Regions from separate parts of the Mus musculus genome. Here regions 1 and 2 are each linked to region 3. The links are chromatin contacts, called in public promoter capture Hi-C maps. All regions are on one chromosome and are shown on one strand. Each heading gives the region's core, a stretch centred on a gene start, on an enhancer-like site or on the middle of the called end of the contact. The rest is flanking DNA. Distances are from core to core; before and after follow the strand shown.

What was found. Promoter capture Hi-C pulls out the DNA fragments that hold promoters and counts their contacts.
Region 1: a promoter capture Hi-C map of liver shows a contact between it and region 3, with 4 times the contacts expected there. The contact joins the promoter of Zbed4 here to the promoter of Sbf1 in region 3. A contact is called at or near these places in 13 of 39 promoter capture datasets (the 3T3-L1 cell line, 3T3-L1-derived adipocytes, the C10 cell line and 6 more), 1 of 484 Hi-C or Micro-C datasets (embryonic stem cells), 2 of 115 datasets of contacts at active chromatin or transcription factors (double positive thymocytes and memory CD8 T cells) and 1 of 9 other capture datasets (liver).
Region 2: a contact with region 3 is called in a promoter capture Hi-C map of liver. The contact joins the promoter of Brd1 here to the promoter of Sbf1 in region 3. A contact is called at or near these places in 16 of 39 promoter capture datasets (the 3T3-L1 cell line, 3T3-L1-derived adipocytes, the C10 cell line and 10 more), 4 of 115 datasets of contacts at active chromatin or transcription factors (double positive thymocytes, embryonic stem cells, memory CD8 T cells and 1 more) and 2 of 9 other capture datasets (adipose tissue and liver).

The regions. Positions count from the first base shown.
Region 1 is chr15:88,750,066-88,753,320 of GRCm38.p6, forward strand. Zbed4 (zinc finger, BED type containing 4) reads left to right here and starts at 1,646. Exons shown (of 3, transcript NM_181412.3): 1 at 1,646-1,737.
Region 2 is chr15:88,732,922-88,736,272 of GRCm38.p6, forward strand. Brd1 (bromodomain containing 1) reads right to left here and starts at 1,298. Exons shown (of 13, transcript NM_001033274.3): 1 at 1,008-1,298. It overlaps Gm41377 (a long non-coding RNA gene), which reads left to right and starts at 1,200. Exons shown (of 3, transcript XR_875560.2): 1 at 1,200-3,086; 2 at 3,238-3,351.
Region 3 is chr15:89,313,525-89,316,647 of GRCm38.p6, forward strand. It overlaps Sbf1 (SET binding factor 1), which reads right to left and starts at 1,787. Exons shown (of 41, transcript NM_001170561.1): 1 at 1,538-1,787. The coding sequence starts at 1,592.

The sequences.
Region 1 (3,255 bases), core at 396-2,895, 560 kb before region 3:
AATTTCAAGTGTTACCATCTTTTGTCTAAGGTGGCGGTTGCCTTTTACACGGTCTCTGTGGACACGCAGTTTCCTAACCCTCCAAAACCCCTCGACATCTTGACACTATTCAAGTTCCAGAAGGGTAAGCCTGCTCCGTGCGCTCCAGGCAAGCACCCTCATTGTCTTCTACTTCCCGTTTTCCTTCTTCCCCTGCACAGCCTGTGCAGGGCTAGGAGCACAGAGGGGCCATCTCCAGGTGAAGAGTTTGTGCAGGTGCTTCTGTATAAACAAATGGAAGCTCGTCAAGACTTTCCGGCTGGGCTGAGACATCCTAAGCTAAAGCTCAAACTCTCTCCTAGCTACTTTACTTGTTCTAGGCGCTACCCCTTAGCTCTATAGCTCAAGAACCCATGTCTCAACAGTTCTCCTGGGGCTTCGGAAATCCTTCATGAAGGCAGATGTTCTCTTTCCTCTGGGGTGTAGGGTACGAGGGGCATAACAAGGAGAGGAAGGTTACTGGGAAAAAACTTCTGTACCCTACGGGAACCTGCTAGCTGAGGACCTCCACCCAGGTCTTTCTGCTGTTCCCCATTGAGTCTCATATGGAGCCACCACCTCCACCACAAACATCAGCTTCCCTGAATGGAAGGCGAAGAAGACAGAAGCCAGGCTCAGGGTTCCACACCAATGATGACTTCCACCAGCAGTGCACTGGCAGCCCAACCACCTTCCCTTGAACTTAAAGACACAGAATCCCAAACCATGTCCATTGACCAGTGATGGTGAATCAGGGTAAGCAAGGTGTGACATCAGCACTCGACGCCTCCCCCGACCGCACCACCACCACCTCAATCACAGAAGGAAACTCCTAAACACGCAGAACAGGAGATGGGCGTAGGACAGAACTCCCGCATAAGAGAACAAGCTGTGGTCTAAAGTGTCATCAGAGAAGGACCTCTGGGATAAATTCCACCTGCAGAAATTACATGGTCCGCACAGGCATCTGAACTGGGGCGTTCAATGTTCAGCTCCTTATTTCTTTTACCCAAACATGGCCCCAGGCCCTGAGCAGCTAGCACCTGCTGTGTCTAGCCTCCACCCAAGGGCTACTGAAAGTGGTTGCGCGCAACGCCCCCGGAGAAGGCGCCCGCCTTGACCACAAGCCCGGAAGCTCCGCGGCCAGCCGTTGAGAGCGCAGGACCACCCTAACGGCCAAGCCCTAAGAAGAAACCACTGAGAACGCGCGCTTCTCAAACGCGCAGCAATTCCAACCAACCGCCGTGGCGACTGCGCCTGCGTAGTCTTCGGACCGAACGCCCGACAGGGCAGGTGCGCCAGACCGCGCTTGCGTAGTTTGACGGAGGAGGCCAGCGACCAGACCTCGTGTGTGTGAGACTGCGCCGGAGTAACCTGACCTCCGGAGATGGGGCGAGGGGAAACTGCGCCTGCGTAGTCTTCGTAGCTCCGCCCCGTTTGCCTAGCCGGGGCCCATCCAGCCGTACTCTAGGCATCCCCCCCCAAGGCGGGGCAGGTGCGCACGGACTGCGCTTGCGCACGACAGCCCCGCCCCGGGCCCCGCCCCCGACCCGCGCGGGGCCCTGGGAGGGGCGCAGCGTCCGGCGGCGTCGCGGGCGGCGGGGCTGGGGCGGCGGGAGGGGCGGCGGGGGCAGACAAAGCGGCTAATGAATGGGCGCGCCCGTCGCGCTGTTCGCAGCCCGCGGGCCCGCGCAGCGCAGCGCGGAGCCGGCGCCTCAGGTGAGTGCGCGCGGGACGCTCCAGTGGCGTCTTCGACGGCCGGCGCCGCGCAGGGGTTGGGGAACCGCGCCATTGTCCGTGCGCGGCGGGCCGGGTGGAGGCTGTGTCCCGAGACTGCGCCCGGCCCGGCCCAGCCCGGCCCGGCCTCTGACAGCTGCGCCTCGCGCCGCGGGCGGGCCCAGGCCGCGGAGGGGAGCGACCGCGGGACGCCCCGTGGGACCTTTCGTCAGGTGCCGGGCTCCCGCCACGTCGTGGCGTCCCCCAAGCCGGTGCCGGTGGGCGCGCGTGTCCAGGAAGGGGCGCAGGCAGGCGGCACGGCGGTGACACGGGTCGGTGTCACGCTTCTTGGTGCCTGCCTAGCTTGAAGCGTGTGCGTCTGGGTCTGACCGCGGAGGCTTAACGAAACTTAACTCAACGCTTTGGCTCCGTAGCGTCTTCACGGTCGCAGTACCTGCCGTCATTTTTTGTTCCTTTTGTCCTTTTTGGTGCGACCCACTCGCTTCTGCCCGGGATGGCTGCGGGTCCTCGCTCTCCGTCTGGAGGTTCTCACGAGGCTCCAGCGCGTCTTTTCAAGTCCCTGCAGCGCCGAGCCTCAGGAGGAGCGGCTGTCGCGGTTCTGGCGTTTGTAAAAAGGGAAGTCATTTGTTTTTGAAGTTAATTAGGATAAGATTAAGTGTAGTTTTTAAAAGGACACTTGTGCCTTCTGGCTTCGTAAAGCCAGTCAGCCAAGGCAAGTACATTCTTGTGACTTGGTAGGAAGAAAGAAATTTTCCCCTTTATATCGTGGTGATAAAAATTAATAAGACCAGGGAAATTTTAGTTTTGAGTTTTTTTTTTTTTTTTTTTTTTTTTAGTACTCTGAATAAACGTAGTTGCAAGGCACGAATTAATTCCATGCTAAGCAGAATTGAGAAGCTACAAGTTTGGCTCTACACCCTGAGGGAGTGGCTTGTGCATGAAGACATTGGTGCATGCTTTCTGTAATCTATATAAACTTTTTTCTATATAAATTTTTATATAGACTTTTTGTGTGGCTTTTATTTTCATGAGAAGATCTAGTTAAAAATTTTTTTGAATCTTTAGGAAGTTTCAAAGTCTCAGTGTGCTGATAGGTTTTCATCAATTTACACAAACCTAGACATATTTTGGAAGAGGGAACTTTTTTTAATCTCTTATTTTTAATGTTCATTGGTGTTTCACCTACAAGTATGTCTCTGAGGGAATGTTGAATCCCCTATAACTAGAGTTACAGTTTCGGTTGTAAGCTGCCTGTGACTGAATGGAATTGAACCCAGGCCCTCTGGAACTGTTCTTAATCATCTCAAGAGGAGCCATCTCTCTAGCCCCAGAAGAGGGACTCCGTTTTTCTTCTTCAAAATAATTTTTGAAAATTATTTACTAATTGGGTGTGCTTTGGTGTTCTGCTTGCATGTCTGTCTGTGTGAGGATGTCAGATCCTCCTGGAACTGAAATTATAGATAGCTGTGAGCTGCTATGTGGGTGCTGGGAGTTGAACCC
Region 2 (3,351 bases), core at 48-2,547, 580 kb before region 3:
ATAAAACAGTAACTAAGTAATAGGGAAATTCTGTAACTACTTGTTACCAGATGACAGATACTCTAAAACAGTCGCAGCTGGGTGAAGTGAATGTCCTCCATGAAGGGGGGCCGTTTCCTAGGTGTGTGTAAGTGTGTCACAACTGCAGGGCACCATGAGGAGCTGCGTTTTCTGCAAATTAAGCGCACAGGAAAGTTGCTTCTCTCCTAAAGGCCCAAGAAAGCCGCGCACGCGCGCTCGTTTCTCGGCGTTTCCTGCACTCATCCACGGAGTTGTGGCGGAGCTGCGGGCTTGCTCCGGAGATACCAGGCCCCGCTCCACTTAGGAAATCTTCCGAGCCCGTCCCTCTTCAAGGGAGTTTCCTGTCTTGGCAAAATAGATCGGACCGATCTGTTACATAATGCGACCCGCTCCGCACCGCCAAGGCTACGGGCGAGGACGTGGGCAGACGCCACGAGACCCCAGGCCTTCCGCCTCCTCCGCTGTCCGACGCCCGGCCCCTCGGCCGCCCCAGCCGCCCAGACAGCCGAGCTGCCCAGAGCCCGCCCGCCCGGCCCGGCGGCCTCCCCGCCTACTGAGCCCTGCCGATCGCTCCATTCTCTTGGCCGCGCCTCCCGCGCCGCGGCGGCCTCCTTCTACTCCTCTGTCTCCCCGACCCCGCCGCGGCCTCCGTGTCCCTCTCCGCCCCCACCCGGCTGCGGCCTCCGCCTCCGCGATCTCGCCGCGGCCTCGCCTCCCGAACCCGGCCTCTTGGGCGAGCCGCCGGCACCGATCTCCGGCGTCCCCGGCCGCGCCGGCTCACGGCGGCGCACGTCCGCCCGGCCTTCTCGGTCCCTCCGGCTCCCGCGCCCGCCAGGCCTCACGGCCTCGGGGCCTCGCCGCCCCGACTCTCCGGCCTCCCCGCCCGCGGACAATGCGGAGCCGCCGCTGCCGCCTCCAAACATGGCGCCTGCACCTCCGCCCCGGCCGGCGAGGCGGGCGGCGAACGGCGACCGTCAGACACTCACCTTCGGGGGCGCCGCGGCCGCGGGAGCCCGGCGGGCGGGCGGGCGCGGAGGCCGGCGCGGCCGAGGCGGCGCTAATGGCGCCGCGGCTCCTCCGCCAACGGCCGCGCAGCCGTGCCCCGCCGGGCTCCGGGGCGCGCTCGGCCAGCGGCTCCGGGCCCGCAGGGCGCCGCGGCTCGGGCGGGGTCGGCGGCGCCGGCACGGCCGGCTGAGGCCGGCTCGGGGCCCGGCCGGGCGGAGGACGCGGACGCGGAGCTGCTCGGACGCCTGCCGAGGCGCTGCTCGCTCCCCAGCGAAGCAAACAATGCGGCGAGCGCTCCGCCCGGCGCGCTGCGTGCGAGACGCGCCCCGCCCGCCGCCGCCACGACGCGCGCCGCGCCAAGCCGGGATAAGGGGGCGGGGCGGGACGCGAAGGAGAGAGTGGGGTGACCAGGAAGGGTGTTAGGGTGGGGATCCGGATGGGGGAGGAGTGCTACAAAAGTGGGGTGACTAGGAGGAGAATTCTGGGGGAGACAGGCTAGGGTTCCTGAGGATGAAGGACTGCTGCTGTAAGAGAAGGGTAACCAGATGAATGGTGTTTACTATGGGGTCAATGGCACTGAGTAGAGCAAGAATGCTGACCCTAGAGAGCCAGGTGGAGTTTCCTGAGAGTGCTTGCTTTCCAAGGGAGTGGTATTTTGAGAGAATCAAGAGATGCATCCTAAGGGGGGGAAGTGGGGTTCTGATAGTGTCTGGTGACCAGCGTGGTTCACGGAGGATGAGTTAGGAGGGAATGGAAATGAGGGCCGTGATGGAGGGGATCACCAAACAAGGGTGGATTTATTTGAGGAATAAATGGCTAGGACTGGGGAACCCTAAGGTGGCACTAGAAAGGCATTAACAAGGGCACGAGGTCAGTGGTTGGGTAGAGGAGGGTATGGAAAGGACTTGAGGATGACTAGTGACTGGGACAAGTAGTAGCAATCTCAAACTATGGGCAGCCAGGTCTGGGGGCATGCCTCCAACTCAGGCTTTCCTCTTCTTTTCTTTCTTTCTGTCTGTCTGTCTACCTTTCTTACTTACTTTGGTGGTGGTGGTTTGATTGTTTGGTTGCCTGATTTTTGGTTTTGTTGTTTTGAGACAGACTCTCACTATGTAATTCTGACTGTAACTCACTATGTAGTCAGAGATCGGCCTCCCTAAAGGCATGGCCCACCACCCATGACTTAGGCCTTCCTCTTATAAGCATTGTACTCATAGAAGTATTTAAGCATTGACATCCCTACCAAGGAGCTGGTAACACTTACAGCAGTGGTTCTCAACAGTCCTATTGCTGCTGATCAATGCTGTGATGGCCTCCAGCCATCAAATTCTTTCACTTCTACTTTATAACTATAATTTTCAATACTGTTATGAATGTAAATATCTGATATGCAGGACCAAAAGGGTTGTGACCCACAGGCTGAGAACCTCTGCTGTAAAAGGCTTGAAGATTTTGAAATCAGGGCCCTTTGGGTTGGTGCTTAGGGACACTGGTCTTACTCTCCAGCTTGTTCCGTCTACTTTGTCCTTAGTTTAAAAGTTAGTGGCTTCTAGAGAATTTTCATTATGAGACTCATCTGTAAGTATTTTGAAATGGGGGTGAAGACTGGGTAGTTCTTTGGTTGCCTTGGAAGGCTTATGACAGGTGTCATGGTGATGAAGCACTAGTCATGTGCCTGTGACATTAGCCTGGACCTCTCAGGTAAACAGAAGAGCTTTTCATTCGTGAGCAGAGCTGCTCTCCTCCCCGCCCATGACAGGCAGGGCAGGCTCACAGCTCAGGATGTGGCACCAAACAGTTATTGGGACAAGGCAGACTTGCTCATCTGTGCCTTGCAGCTTTTGGCTGGCCACTACTCTTATCCCACTGTAGCCAAACTATGGGCTGGAAAATAGTCATTTTGTTGTTGTTTGTTTTGTTTTTCAATACAAGGCCCCTCAGTATATCCCTGAACTTCCTCTGTGGAGCAGACTGGCCTTGAACTCAAGAGATTTACCTGCCTCTGCCTCCAGAGTCCTGGGATTAAAGGCAATTGCCCTGCTGAAAAATAGTCTTTAAGGGTAAGTTAATTCTGGAGCCACTCCCGAGCAAGGCCTCCTGTTTAGCTAGTACTTTCTTCATGCACACCACTGAGCCATGGTAGGGGTACCCTGTGAGGCCTGAACACATCTGCCGCAAAGCCAGGAACTGTAAATGCTGCCTCCTCTACAGAAGTCCACTCATCTGAATCTAAGCATCCCAGGACCGTGAAGAACAAGCAAGATGAGCCCTCAGCCTTCTCTCTACCTCAGGAAAATGAAATGCAAACCAACGAGGGAAGGACCT
Region 3 (3,123 bases), core at 537-3,036:
TCCATTCCATTCCTCCAGCCCTGGCCCAGCGCCCAGCCCGAGACCCCAGCCAGCCCTCAGCCAGCTTGGTTTCCTCACTCTCCAGCAGTACTCCTCCTCCGTTCCAGAGGAGGCACCTCACTGGCCTTCACTTATGCCTTGGAGCACAGGTTCTCCCTGTGTGTGCCAGTACAACACTGGTGGCAAGCCTCCTGCTCAAGGAGGACAGGGGGATGAACACAATGTGGTCTCTGCCTTTGAGAACTCCCTCTTTGGAGGGAAAGACAGATGCTCGGGACTGAGTGCCAAAAGATATAGACTTGAATACATGAGAGCAGAAAGAAGCGAGGGTACTGAACAGATCTGAAGACAGAGGTGGTGGTGGTGGTGGTGGTGGTGGTGGTGGTGTTTTCCAGTGCATACAGGGTCCATCATGTGGACATTAAACAAAGGAACAGTCCTAGTGGAGACTTAGCAAGAAGAAAGGCAAAGAAGAAAGTTTGGGTCCTGAATGGTGACAGTGACAGCTGGTCTGAGAAGCAGCAGAATAACTGTGTGGAATAGATAACTGGAACACGGTAGGAAGCATTACATCTAGGGATTAAGGGGCTACCTCATCTGGCCACAGTTGTCCCTAAGATACCGCCCCTCTGCAGGTGGACTCTGACAGCCAGAGTACAAGTCCCAGCCTCCATTCCAGACCCACACACTCAACTTCTCTATGCCAGATTCTATGCTGAAGATAGGGCAACAGCAAGGCAATCTCAGTGGGCTATTGGGAGAAATGAGATCATACACACAAAGGGTTGTGCAGGGCCTGGCACACTGAGGACTCCAGCCAACACCCCCCAACACTGTTGTCTCCATGGCTGTGGTTGATGTCACTGTCAGGCTCCGTTTTCTCCTACCCCCAGGACTGAAGGGCTCTCAGACACAGGTGCTGACTCCAGATCAGGGCCTCCTAGATCACCACACTGATCCCCCGCTGAGGGGCCTGGCTTAGAGGCTTGAACACCAGGAATGCTCTCCTCCAAGTGTGACACTTTCGTCTGAAGTCCGGCTCCATACCACCGACGAACCCCTCCCCCTCCACTGCACCCCATCAAGCGGTGCTTGAGGCTTCAGACCTAGCACTGGGTCAGAGAAGCTGGAAGACGAAAACGTTCCGCCCCCCTCTCTGAAATTCCCAGACCCAGCCACCGGCAGGCGGCCAAGGCGGGGTGAGCCCATCCCACCCAACTTGGAATCGGGGAGACCGAACTGCAGCAGGGTCCTCCAGCCTCCCACGCCCGAGCGACACGCCCCTGCCCACCTCGGAACAGCGACGCAGGTGCCCAGGTGTAGGAGGGATGTTTCTTACACAGGCCATGTCGTCCGGGGTCCTCGCGGGTTGCCCCGACGCCACCGTGGCCAATAACTACGGAGGCCTCTTTTCGAGAGCCCCGAGAGCTCGGCCCCAACTCCTGACCCTGCCTCCGGCCGGGTCTTCTTAGCTTCGAGTCCTCAGTCCCAGTCCCTCAGTCCCCCCCAGCTCGTCCCCCTCGGCGCTGAGACTCACCGCGCGGGTGCGGCCCGAACGCCACCAGCACGAAGTAGTCCGCGAGCCGCGCCATGGCAAGGGGCGCAGGCGGGCTCCACGGCTCGAGGGTTCGATGGCGGCGCGCTCATGGCCCGGCGCTGGCCCTAAGCTGCACACTTGGGACACCCCGGGCCCGCTCCTCTGCGGCGCCGCTGACCAGGGCTTCCGCCGCCATCTTCCCAGCCAGCCGGCCCGCCCGGGCGCTTCAGGAGCCTGCGCAGTTCTGCCCCTCCCGTGTAGGCGGGACCTGGCACAGTGCGCTTCCATTGGGCCACTCCGCATGGGGCGGGTCCAGAGGGCGCTGCCCCGCCTACTACCTCATGCTCAAGGACCGGCTCAACCCTTTGGGCGGGTGAAGCTTACGGCGGCCGGGGCGGGTCAGCTACCCTGGTCCCGCGGCCGACATTTCGACCTGAAGCACCACCGGTCAGGATTAGGGCATACTTCCCCGTCGGAACTGAAGCCCCGGAATGAAGGGAGACCTGGACCTCACCCTTGGGAGAGCCTAACTCCGAGGGTCAGGGGCGTGGTCCAGCTCAGTCTGCCTGAAGCAAACCAGTGGAGCTCAGGCCTTGTCCAGCCAGTCTCCCAAACTAGAGGACCGAGCTGGGGGATGGAGGAGTGTCATGGCTTCGCCACTCACCCTGCCAATCTTATGGTGGCCAAGGGAAAGACTTTACAGGCTTTTTTTTTTTAAGTTCCTAGTGCAAAAAGGGGCAGCTAGATATTTCACCATTGGATGGATGGGATATCCAACACCTGCATTTAAAAAAAAAAAAAAAAAAGTTCCAGCTTGAGTCACCTTCCTGCGAAGTTGGATCGCCCTGGAGGTCAGGGGGTTGGCCAGGCCTCTTGCAGTAATACAGGAATGGACACTTGTAGGAGAGGCAAGGTCCTTGACCAGGAGATTAAAGGGGGAGGACTAGGCTTGCTTGTTGATGAGTTTAGTTTTCTGTGAGAACTGAAAGACAAGCCACCTATTAGCATCGTGTTCCCTCCACCTGCAAGATCTGGAGAATGAATGAAAGCAATCTCAGGAGAGACGAGTCCAGTCGTCAGTGTACGTGTATAAAGAGTCTCGGCCCTTGAGAAGCTGAAGCAGGTCGTTCATGAATTCCAGTCCAGTCTCCTTGGCTTCATCAGGAAACCATGTGTCCAAAAAACAGGAGATATAAGGGCCTTTCTGGAGAGATAGTTTAGAGGTTATGGGAATCTGTGCTGGATTTGCAGCACCCTCGCCTGCAATTCTGGGTCCAGGGGGATCTGTCGCCCCCTTCTGGCCTCCGGAACGTGTTTGTGGTGGTGCGTGGACATACATGCAGGGAAAACACCCATACACATAAAGTGAAAATGTCTTTTTTAAGAGAGGGGGATGAGCTTGGTGGTCATGGTGGTGGTGGCAGCGCACGCCTTTAATTAAAGCGCTTGGGAGTCAGAAGCAGATGGAGTTTGAAGCCAGCCTGGTCTACGGAGCTAGTTCCAGAACAGCCAGGAAGCCCTGTCTTGAAAAAAATAAGATAAAATAAAAATAAATAAAAGAGGGGAAGAGGAAAAGACTGTCCTAG